2 separate regions of the Mus musculus genome follow, and region 2 is linked to region 1. A link is a contact called in public HiChIP or PLAC-seq data. All regions are on one chromosome and are shown on one strand. Each heading gives the region's core, a stretch centred on a gene start, on an enhancer-like site or on the middle of the called end of the contact. The rest is flanking DNA. Distances are from core to core; before and after follow the strand shown.

What was found. HiChIP or PLAC-seq counts read pairs in DNA pulled down with a chosen protein or histone mark.
Region 2: a contact with region 1 is called in a BATF HiChIP or PLAC-seq map of CD8 T cells, with 6 read pairs. The contact joins two enhancer-like sites. A contact is called at or near these places in 1 of 15 datasets of contacts at CTCF or cohesin (the NIH/3T3 cell line) and 2 of 115 datasets of contacts at active chromatin or transcription factors (CD8 T cells and embryonic stem cells).

Annotation. Positions count from the first base shown.
Region 1 is chr8:105,791,721-105,797,209 of GRCm38.p6, reverse strand. All of the region lies in intron 3 of Ranbp10 (RAN binding protein 10), which reads left to right. Among named protein-coding and RNA genes, the nearest start is that of Ranbp10, 33 kb to the left of the region's middle. Within about 2 kb of position 2,984, at least 38 of the 459 cell types and tissues checked have an H3K27ac peak or open chromatin away from gene starts, as enhancers often do. A contact at or near this core is called in CD8 T cells, where this site is marked.
Region 2 is chr8:106,071,919-106,077,407 of GRCm38.p6, reverse strand. All of the region lies in intron 1 of Nfatc3 (nuclear factor of activated T cells, cytoplasmic, calcineurin dependent 3), which reads right to left. Among named protein-coding and RNA genes, the nearest start is that of Nfatc3, 15 kb to the right of the region's middle. Within about 2 kb of position 2,042, at least 39 of the 459 cell types and tissues checked have an H3K27ac peak or open chromatin away from gene starts, as enhancers often do. A contact at or near this core is called in CD8 T cells, where this site is marked.

The sequences.
Region 1 (5,489 bases), core at 1,735-4,234:
ACAGTGAACTGCTTGCTCTATTTTTTTTTTTTTTTTTTTTTAGATTTATTTATTTTATTATATGTAAGTACCATAGCTGTCTTCAGACACTCCAGAAGAAGGCATCAGATCTCATTACGGATGGTTGTGAGCCACCATGTGGTTGCTGGGAATTGAACTCAGGACCTTCGGAAGAGCAGTCAGTGCTCTTAACCACTGAGCCATCTCGCCAGCCCGAACTGCTTGCTCTAAATGGAAGTTTTCTTGCAAAGACCAGGTGTCCTCTGCTGATAGCCAGACTCCTAGCCCTCCAGTGTGCTCCTAGAGTAACCTGCAGGCCCTCTGCTCATCTTGTCCCATGCTTCTGCTGCTGTCTGTCCTTTCAGCATCCATGACTTCCTTATTGGGTTCTTCACCTCAGCTCTCTGCTTGCTTTCTTTTTCTTTCTTTTAAAGATTTATTTATTAATATATCTAAGTACACTGTAGCTGTCTTCAGATGCACCAGAAGAGGGCGTCAGATCTCATTACGGATGGTTGTGAGCCACCATGTGGTTGCTAGGATTTGAACTCAGGACCTTTGAAAGAGCAGTCGGTACTCTTTTTTTTTTTTTTTTTTTTTAATTTTTTATTACGTATTTTCCTCAATTACATTTCCAATGCTATCCCAAAAGTCCCCCATACCCCCCCCCCCCCCGCTCCCTACCCACCCATTCCCCAGTCGGTACTCTTAACCACTGAGCCATCTCTCCAGCCCCAGCCCTCTGCTTTCTACTGTGCACATTGTGCCCTGTCTGCTTTGGACCTCTGATTCCTCTGCTGAGAGAGAAGACAGTCTTTGCTCTGCCTCCTCCCCAAATACCTCCGTCCCCTGCTCATGCTGCACATTCCTGGCTGTGGGGCACCTCCAACATGCTGCTGACATCCCACACTGCTACCGGCAGGCATTGTTTGATTTTGCCCTGAGATGTCTGTCCTTCCTCCTGACCCCTAGTGTGATCCTGCTTGGTCCCTTTAACTCTGACATGTGTAATCACTCCTTGTCTGACTCACATCTGTCAAATTCATGATTGAGTTGTGAGCTCCTTAGGACTTGGACTTCATTTTATTGACAGGGTCTCACTGTGTAGCCCTGGCTGTGGTGGAACTCACTCTGTAGACCAGGCTGGCCTTGAGTTCACAGAGATCCACTTGTGTCTGCCATGCAGAGTACTGAGATCAAAGGTGTGTGCTCCATACCTGGCTGTGGAGTACATCTTTTAATCATGACTCACCGAGAGTGTTTACAGGGCCTTGCATAATGGCTTTGGGTTGAAATGGTTCTTGTATTTTGCTGTCCTTTGCCTCAACATAATGAACTTCAGTAAGTCACCTGTCCTTTTGTATCCAGTTTTCATCAGATCCTCTTAGCCTGAGGCCAGCCTTCAGCTTGGGTAAGCCTTGGTTTGGAACTCAGCCTACGCCAGTGCCCTAAGCTCTGTGACACTCACTGATGGTGGTGGGCTCTTCCACCTCATACTTACGGGGTTCAGTGTGTGTCACTGAATCAAAAGCTGGCTCACATTTGGTCTTGCAGAAGACTGCTAACTGATTGTGTTTGTGTATGTGTGTGGCTACCCACACAGGTTTGTGTATGTGTGTGGAGGTCATAGGATAACTTGCAGTGCTCAGTTATCTTCTACCCTTGAGTCTGGGGATCCAACTCAAGACATTGTGTTTGGCAGCAAGCACCCTTACCTGCTGAGACATCAAGATTCTCTTGCCAGCCTGGAAGATCTTGAGGGCTGTGTGGTTGACTTGTGAAACTGCCTGGTTCAGTGGCTAAGACCATGGCTGGGGAGCCACATTGTCTGCTTTTGCACTCTTGCAGCTTTGTTACCTGCAACAATTACTTTATTGCTTGGCTCTTTAGTTTCTTCATCTGTAAATGGAAGAAATATATTAGCATATGAAGTAAATACTAATAAAAACTAAAGATTCTTTTACAAGGAGGGTTTAAGATAGGATCTCACAATACATCCCCAGGTGTCCAGAGGCTCAGAATCTTCCTGCCTTAGCATCCCAAATGCTGGGATTGCAGGTGTGTACTGCCACATCCTGATGAATGTTTATTTGTAGAAAATACTAAGAGTTCTACCTGACACACAAAAAGGGAGTGGTGCATAAGTATAGCTATCGTTGTTGGAAAAGGTAAATGTTTTTTTCTACCTGAAAATGGGAGGACCTGTGCACTTATAGTTCTGTGAGAGTCTGCATATAGACTGGAGGTAGTTTTTATTGAAACTGCACTATTTAAGGCTGGGTGTGATGGGGGACATGTTTAATCTCAGCGCTCAGAAGGCAGAGGCAGGTGGATCTCTGTGAGCCCAAGGCTACCCTGTTCTTCACAGTGAGGTCCAGGATAGCAGGAACTATATAATAAAGAGACCCTGTCTCAGAGAGAGACAGAGAGGGAGAGGGAGAGGGAGAGACACAGAGAGACAGAGAGAGAGACAGACAGAGACAGAGATACAGAGAGAGAGAGAGAGACAGACAGAGACACAGAGAGAGACAGAGACACAGAGAGAGACAGAGACTGTCCTTTCCCCTACAGTGCCTGTTTTCTGAATTTGAATGTAGGCTGTGCTAGCAGGAGTGGCATTCTTCTGGAAGGTGGCTGAGCACGTGGTCAGAATGTTGATGCTTCTAATGTGTTCTTATAGGTTATTGGCTCACTGGAGCTCCTTTGCCTTCCAGGCTGTTGGGGCAGAGGGGTGGCACTGTGGGTACTTACTGGTGCAGATGATGACAGGCACATCTCTCCCATGAGGCTGTGCTGCTCAGATTCTTGAGAGCATTTGGGAGTGTCTTAGTTTGCACTGTCAGAAGTTTCTGTTGAAAGATGTAGATAGAAGTTTTGTTTATCTTTTGTAAGGTGTTCTTTGGCCTCTTTAAGTGTGAAACCAAGTAGCAGGTGTGGCTCCAAAATAAGAATGTTGGAACCCTGGGCTAAATGACTCACAGGCAAGACTAGATGATCTACTGGTAGGTGAGTGTAGCTGCCTGCTGCTGCCACACCCGTTGCCTTGGAGAAAGAGCAGGGTCTGGCAATCAAGGGATTCCTTGATTGAGGAAGCTGGATGAAGAAGGTAGGATTGTGGGTGGAGACCGGGGGTTTGGGCTTCTTCAGTGTTTGGGTGCTTGGGTGCTTTGAGAGATTGGGGGGGGGGTGTAGATTTTGTTTCTGTGTCCAGGGAAACTCATGCTGTGTCTAAAGAAGGACCATGTGCAACAGAGCTAGGTTCTGGCATTGCCCCACTTGTCTTTTCTGTAGTAAGGAGGCTGTTCTCATGGTGTTTCATATATTACCTTGCTTGTTACAACCCTGCAGAGAAGAATTCATGCCCACTAAGACCTATTTTCTTTAATTGTTGGAAAGACATATCTGGAAGGATCTAGTTAGGGTTGGCATTATATCTCCTGGAGCAGCTATTGCCCAAGCCTGGGCTAGGGACTGAGATGGCAGAGGACACAGGGAGGAACAGTCTGCTTTGTCTCCACAGGATGTGGAAAGTAACTGTGCATCTTTCCTCCTGGAGTGCACCTTACCAAGCCTTCTAGCTTGGATAGCAACAGGATAGCTAGCCCCAGCAGGAAAGCTGCTTCTACCAGCTGGGCCACATTCTGCACATAGTTCATCTGTCACATCTGCACAGGCTTAGGAGAGGAACCACAGAGCAGAGAGTTCAGGGGTCAGTGCCAGGTTCATGGAAGAGGGTGAATAAGTAACAGGATGTTCAGTATCCTTCCTCTATCTTCCCAAGGGTGCATCTCAAGCACTGGAGAGTATCTGAGGTAAATACAGTAGCAGGTGGTGATACACAGCCGATGATGTTTCAGATACTGCTGTTTTAGATACTGTTGGTAGGTTTTGATAGTCTGGAAATGATGCTTGTGTATAGCTGCCAACCAGGAATTATTCTTTCCTACTTTATGTAAGCTGGGACCCTTGTTGCCTGGTAAGCACCCACTCCAGGCTCTCTGTTCAAGCCATCATCTCTCTGGAACGCCTTTCCTCTCAGGAGCTGGTGCTTCATGAGGTGTGCCCTGTGGTGCTCAGGCCTACTGTGAGGGAAGCGGTACTTTTCTCCATCTGGCTGAGTTTAACATTAGGGCTGCACTAAGATATGGGGTGCCCTTCTTTCTCACTACGCAGAATTCTTGGGCCTAAAACTGGGAGTCATACTTCCCGTTAGTATTCTAGTCCTGTACATAGCTCCTAAGCCAGTGCCTAGAGACTGGCTGGAGAGAAGAAGCTAATTGGTTGTTGCCCAGTAGTTCAGTCCTGTAGGGCATTCAGGTAAGCCCTGACTGTAAAGGGGATCAGTCAGGAACTTGTCTGAAGCAGCTGCCCAGGGGCTAGGGCTAGAAGAGAGGATGGAGCTAAAGAGCCTGGCGCTGCCCGACCCTTGGAGCTCTGGCAGTAGGTGCTACAGGGAAATTCAGAATGCAGATGGCTTAGCAGCTGAAGAAGTAGTCAGAAATCCTGACGGCTCATGTGATGGTGCAATGGAAGGAGCTTGGATAGTGTGAGAGCCTTCATTTCTCATTTTCCTATGCTCCTGCCTCCCACGTGCTGGGATTAAAGGAGTATACCACCACCATCTGGCTAGACCTGAACACTCTTATTACTTGACATTGGGGTTCATTGTTGGCAGTATTCTGAAATACCAGCTCTTGTTCGCTGTAAACATACTGGACTTTACCTGTTTTTCAGTGTGTTGTTTTATACCTATAATTCCATCACTTGGGAAACTAAAGCAAGAAGATTACTTTGAGTTCTCAACTTGTGTTACAGAGTGAGAAACTGTCTAAACAAGTGTATTTTTTAAGCTGATCAGTGCACACTTGTAGGTTCAGCTACTTAGGCCAAGGCAGAGGATCATTTGAGGCCAGGAGTTCAACACCAGGCTTGGTAACATAGCAAGACTCTATCTCCAAAACAAAATAATAACCCCAAACCTGTGTTTTTTCAGGGCAAGTTGAGTCCTTTGAGGGAAACGGTCTTTTTGATAATCAAAAGGCCAGTCCTAAAACTTGGGTCTGTTAGCCCTTCTGAGGGATTCTCCAGTGTGTTCTGAGGAGACTGTGTGTTAGCCCTGCTGAGGGCTTCTCCAGTGTGTTCTGAGGAGACTGTGGCCACCTGAGCCTGGAACAGAGTGGGCCAGTTGCTGTTCCACCCCTCACAACCAGTGTCTGGGTAGAAGTCTGTGTCAGAAGACAGTGGGACTCAGCTGCACTGTAGCTGGGCCACCTTTTGGGAAACATTTTCTTCATATTTACTTATAGCTTAGGGTTTGGTGATGCATGCAAGGTCAAGCTTCTCTCTACTTCATCCACACATCACCAGTCCATTTAGTTCTTCCCAGAAATTTGAAAGGAGCCTTATGGGAAATGAGCAGAAGCAAGACTGTACTCCATAGAAACAGTCATCCTGGGAGTGGAGGCTGCACACCCCCATTGTGTAGAACA
Region 2 (5,489 bases), core at 793-3,292, 280 kb before region 1:
CCCAGCACTCAGGAGGTAGGGGCAGGTGAATCTCTATGAGCTTGAGACCAGCCTTGTCTACAGAGTGAGTACAGCCAAGACTACAGACAGGGCTACACAGAGTAACCATATCTCAAAAATACAAGAGTGGGGAGGGAGGAAGGTGGAAATGAGGGAGAGACAGGCGAGACAGAGACACCTTTGGGCTGGGAGGAGATGATGGATAGTTCATACTAGAATTTAGGAGGCAGAAAGATTGACAGTTCTAAACCAGACCAGGTCAGGCTGTGAGTTTGAAGCCCATCTGGGACACACAATGATATTCTGTCTCAAAACCAAACAACTAAAGATGGGATTTTATTAATTTCTGGTAGAGGTATGCTTTGTTGTTATTTGTACTGCCCCACCATTAACATTGACCTGGCCTCTTATTCACATTATTTACTCTCTGTAGGTATTTTCCTTGTAGTAAAATTCAAGATTTCTCTTTTCTTTTAGGAAGGGTATATAATTAACACAGACATCTTCTTCCTCAGTAGTCGTATCATCAAGAATTCACGTCTGCACACAGCAGATCAGGTTACAAAGCCACTAGATGGGGCTGGAGAGGTGGTTCATTAGTAGAGAGCACTGGCTGTTCTTTCCAGGGCCTGGGTTTGATTTGACTCCCAGCACCCATAAAGAAGCTCACAAGTGTCTGAAACTCCAGTCCCAGTGATCCAATGTCCTCTTCCGAGGGCACAAGACATGTATATGGTACACAGACATAATCAGGCAAAACATCGAACACATCAAATTAATTAAAACAAAAAGCGACCAGACACCACTAGATTCTTTACCTAAATAAAAAATAGCTGACTGAGGATATTAAATTATAGTTGATCATTAATCTTCACAAATTTAGACTATTCAATTTACTCCCTCGCTAGGCCTGGTGGCATGCATCTTCTGTTATCCCAGCACTCTAGCTTGTGCTGTGGAATTGAGACTTTAAGGATAGCTTTGGCTACAAAGAAAAACTCTGTCTCAAAATAAATTAAATTAAAATGGATAAAATTAAATAAAACCCACCCCTTGTTTTTTTATATTTAAGCAAGTCCTGCCAGCAACAACTATACTAGCAACTACTATATTCTTTATCATTATACAATCCAATTTTTTTAAAAAACAAATTTTTACTTAAGAATGTACTTTAAAAATCTTGTTTTGAATAAAAATCACCTATGAAAGTTTTTTTTTTGTTTGTTTGTTTGTTTGGTTGGTTTTTCGAGACAGGGTTTCTCTGTATAGCCCTGGCTGTCCTCGAACTCAGAAATCTTCCTGCCTCTACCGCCCGAGTGCTGGGATTAAAGGTGTGCACCACCACGCCCAGCTGAAAGTCTTTATAGTTTCATTCTAATGTAATTATTTTATCAATGTTATTCCAGCAGTTGATTAATGCTGAAATTTGTAACTTCCTCCCAGCAAACTGTAGATAAAAACAAGTAAATACACAAATGGTGTCTTGAGGCTGATAGAAACAGTTCATTGGGTAATAGTGCTTTCTGTACTGGGATGAGAACTTGAATTCAAACCCCTGTGACCCATAAATGAGGGTGGGCATGGCTCCAAGTGTCTGTGACCTTGGCACCGAGGGCTAAGAGGCAGTCAGGTCTCAGGGGTTCCCGGGAGGTGAGTCAGCCTAGCTGAAATGGTGAGCTCCTGGTTCAACGAGAGGCCCTGTGTCAAAACCATAGAACAGTCACAGAGAAACACCTGACCTCCTCCTCTACCCTCCTCATGCACGGGAGCATGAGTGTACCCACACAATGTCTTAAAGTAATACAAAGACATGAACACACACACACACAAAATAGTTTCATCTTTTTCCCCACGTGTCCAGAAGTCCTAACTCTGAGACGATGGCACTCACTCCAACCACACTTTAACAGTCATTGAGATTTTCAACCGTAGACTTCATGATGCTCCAGAACCATTTTGACTAATTTAATTTTTGTAAATGTTCTATCAGCCACCAGAGGGCCCTAGGAAAGCAGACAGTAATCTAGAGAATACAGAGAGCATGTTCACGTCTTTACGAACAGTAAACCAGGGTCTGGCAGAATACAGCCTGTGAGCCCAATCTGTCCTACCACCTGGTTTTTTGTTTTTAAATGACAGCCTACAAGTTAAGAATGGTTTTTAAAAGAAAATTTTATGGATATAATGTGATTCAAATTCTGTGTCTATAAATAAAATTTTATTGGAACTTGGCCACACTCAATTATGTGCTGTCCATGGTCATGTTCCCACAAAGATAGAGAAGAGCAACTGTGAAAAAACACTTTAAGTTCTGCCGCATTGCTGCTCGGGACACAGTAATACAGTTTTGTTGTTTTGTGTTTTTCAGGACTGAACCTAAGGTGTTACAAATACTGGGCAAACAAACATAGTACATCAAGTTCTATATGAAGTCCTCCAACACCTTTTGTTTTTAAAGACAGAGAAATAGGGGAGGGAGTGTCTCACTATGTATCTGTGATTGGTTGGCAAACTGCCATGTACACAAAGCTCGCCTACAACTCTATGTATACCTGCCTTGTGTTGAACTACAGTGATTCTCCTGTCTCTGCCTCATGACTAACAACAGTAATCCCAGGATGTGGATGGCTGAGGCAGGAGAACTACTGAAAGAGTTTGTCAGAGCAAGACTTTGTCTCAAAAACAGAGATGAGAGGGGGGTAAAAAGAGACCCTGTCTCAAAACCAAAATAAGAGCAACAACAATAATCAACTAATCAATCAATTAATAATCAAGCAAGATGGACATAGTAGCACAAGGTCATAATACCAGCACTGGGAAGTTGAGGCAAAAGGTTAAGAATTCTAGATCACCCTTGACTATATACACCTGGCTCCTCAATCCAGCCCTGCTTTCAATTCTTTAGCAAAGCACAGTGACTCATAACTGAAATTCAAGTACTCAATAGACTAAGCAGGAGGACTGGCACAAATTCAAGGCCAGCCTGAGCTACATGGTGAGTTCCAGATCAGTCTGGACTACTATCTCAAAAAGCAAATGCAATGAAAAGAATGACTATGGACTAAGCAATTCTTCTCAATTATGTATTCATGAGAATAAAAATATGTCTATATAAAAACTTAGACACATATGTTTATAATAGCATTATTTGAAATGGCCAAAGGGTTAAAAAAATCAGATAATTCTCAATAGATTAATGGATAACCTAGTAAGGAAGAATAAATAAAACTTATTGTGGTGCTACACAACTGCAATCAACCTACTTAGCAGGCTGAAGCAACACAGTAAACAAGAATCTCTCATTAAGAAAGGAAAGGTGGGGCTGGAGAGATGGCTCAGCGGTTAGGAGCTCTGACTGCTCTTCCGAAGGTCTTGAGTTCAAGTCCCAGCAACCACATGGTGGCTCACAACCAAGCATAATGAGATCTGACTCCTCCTTCTGGAGTATCTGAAGACAACTACAGTGTACTTAGTTATTTTATAATAAATAAATAAATCTTTTTTAGAAAAGAAAAGGAAGGAAGGAAGGAAGGAAGGAAGGAAGGAAGGAAGGAAGGAAAGAAAGGCTACAGCCTGAAAACATTCTAAGTGAAAGACATAGACACAAAGTCACACACCATTATATTATGCCCTTTATAGTACATATGTAGAATAAGCAAATCCAGAATTAGAAAGAAGTGAAGGCTAAACTAAAAAACTAGCTGGATTCAGAGCTTTTTGAATGAGTAACTAACCCTGCTCCTGAATTTCCACACCTACCACTCTTTTTCTTTAGGCAGTAAATGAAATCTTCTGACAAGGAGAAAGAAGGAAGGCTGAGAACCTGGGCAACCATACTGAAAACAGGATGATGAAACCAAGCCATTCTAAAACGTGTATATTGAAACCCTAAGTGCTCTTCTACTCCCTTGGCTCACAGCATACACACTTACACTCTAGGCAATAGACTGGCAGACTTTTCACTTGGGACTCTAATTAGCCAAAGGAAAACGAACTACAGATAATGACCTCAAAGGCAACCTAGTAAGAACCCCTACAAGGAGGCTGCATTAGCAAACATCACTGTGATCACCAAACAATATATCTCGGTGCTTCGTTTTAAGTGATAAGCAGGTAACAACAATCACCAAACAACTGAGAGAAAAGCTTCAAAACTTAAAACAGTCAAAAGCCAGACGTAATGGCACATGCCTCTAATCCCAGCTATCCCAAGGCTGAGGCAGAGGATCTCAAATTTAAGATATAGTATGCTTCAAGCCAGCCTAACCAGCAGAGGAAAACCATGACTCAAAAACAAAAAAAGGAAAAACAAACATACAAGCAGACATTCATTTAAGATTAAACAACAACCAGGTGTGGCAACAGAAGCCTGTAACAATAGAACTAAAGAAGCAGAGGCAAAAGACAGTGGGAGATTGATTCTGTCTCAAGGGTAAAATAGACCACCCAATATCTTCCCCTAGCTTCTGGGCTTGTGCATGCACAAATATATACATACATACATACATACATACATACATACATACATACATACATACAAATAAATAAATAAGAAAAATTGCTGAAAATTACATTACAACTTGAATGCAAACATATTGCAATAAAAAGTAACAAAAAGTAAAGTAATATAGTCCCATCGTTTCATATTAAGCAAAGACAATTCAAATAAGGCATTCAGCCAGGTTTGGTGGCATACACCTGTAATTCCAGAACTCTGGAGGCAAAGCCAAAAGGATCACAGCAAGTTCAACACATGGACTATATAACAAGCTGTAGGTCAGCCAGGGCATACAGATTGAAACCCTGCCTCAAAAAACAAAAAAAACAAAAACAAAAACCAAGCTGGGCATAAAGGCATATACCTTTAATCCCAGCACTCCGAAAGCAGAGGTGGGTGGGTCTCTGAGTTTGAGCCCAAGCTGGTCTAAGGAATAAGTTCCAGGATAGCCAGGACCACACAGAGAAAGCCTGTCTTGGAAGAAAAAAAAAAAAAAAAAATTAAAAACAGGCAGGGCTAGGGTGATAACTGAATGATCAGGAAAAAAAAAAAAAAAAAAAAACACTAGAGTTACAGAGGTTTCAAGCCATTATGTGGGTGCTAGGAACCAAACCTGGGTCCTCTTCAGGGGCAACAAGTACTCTTAAAATGCTGAACCATCTCTCAAATCCTCCCTTTCACCCTGTAATTTTCTTTTTCTTTTTTCTTTTAAAGAGTTATTTCTTTATGTATATTTATACTCTATTCAAATGTATGCCTGCATGACAGAAGAATACATCAGACAAGAGGAAATCAGATCCCATTACAGATGGTATTGAGTCACCATGTGGTTGATGGGAATTGAACTCAGGACCTCTGAATAAGCAGTCAATGCTCTTAACCACTGAGCCATCTCTTCAACCTCCCTCCACTTTAAAAAAAAAAGGTTAATCAATTAATTTAATTAGGGGTACTAAAGGCAGAAATGAGGTATTATTTAAAGGAGCATGGT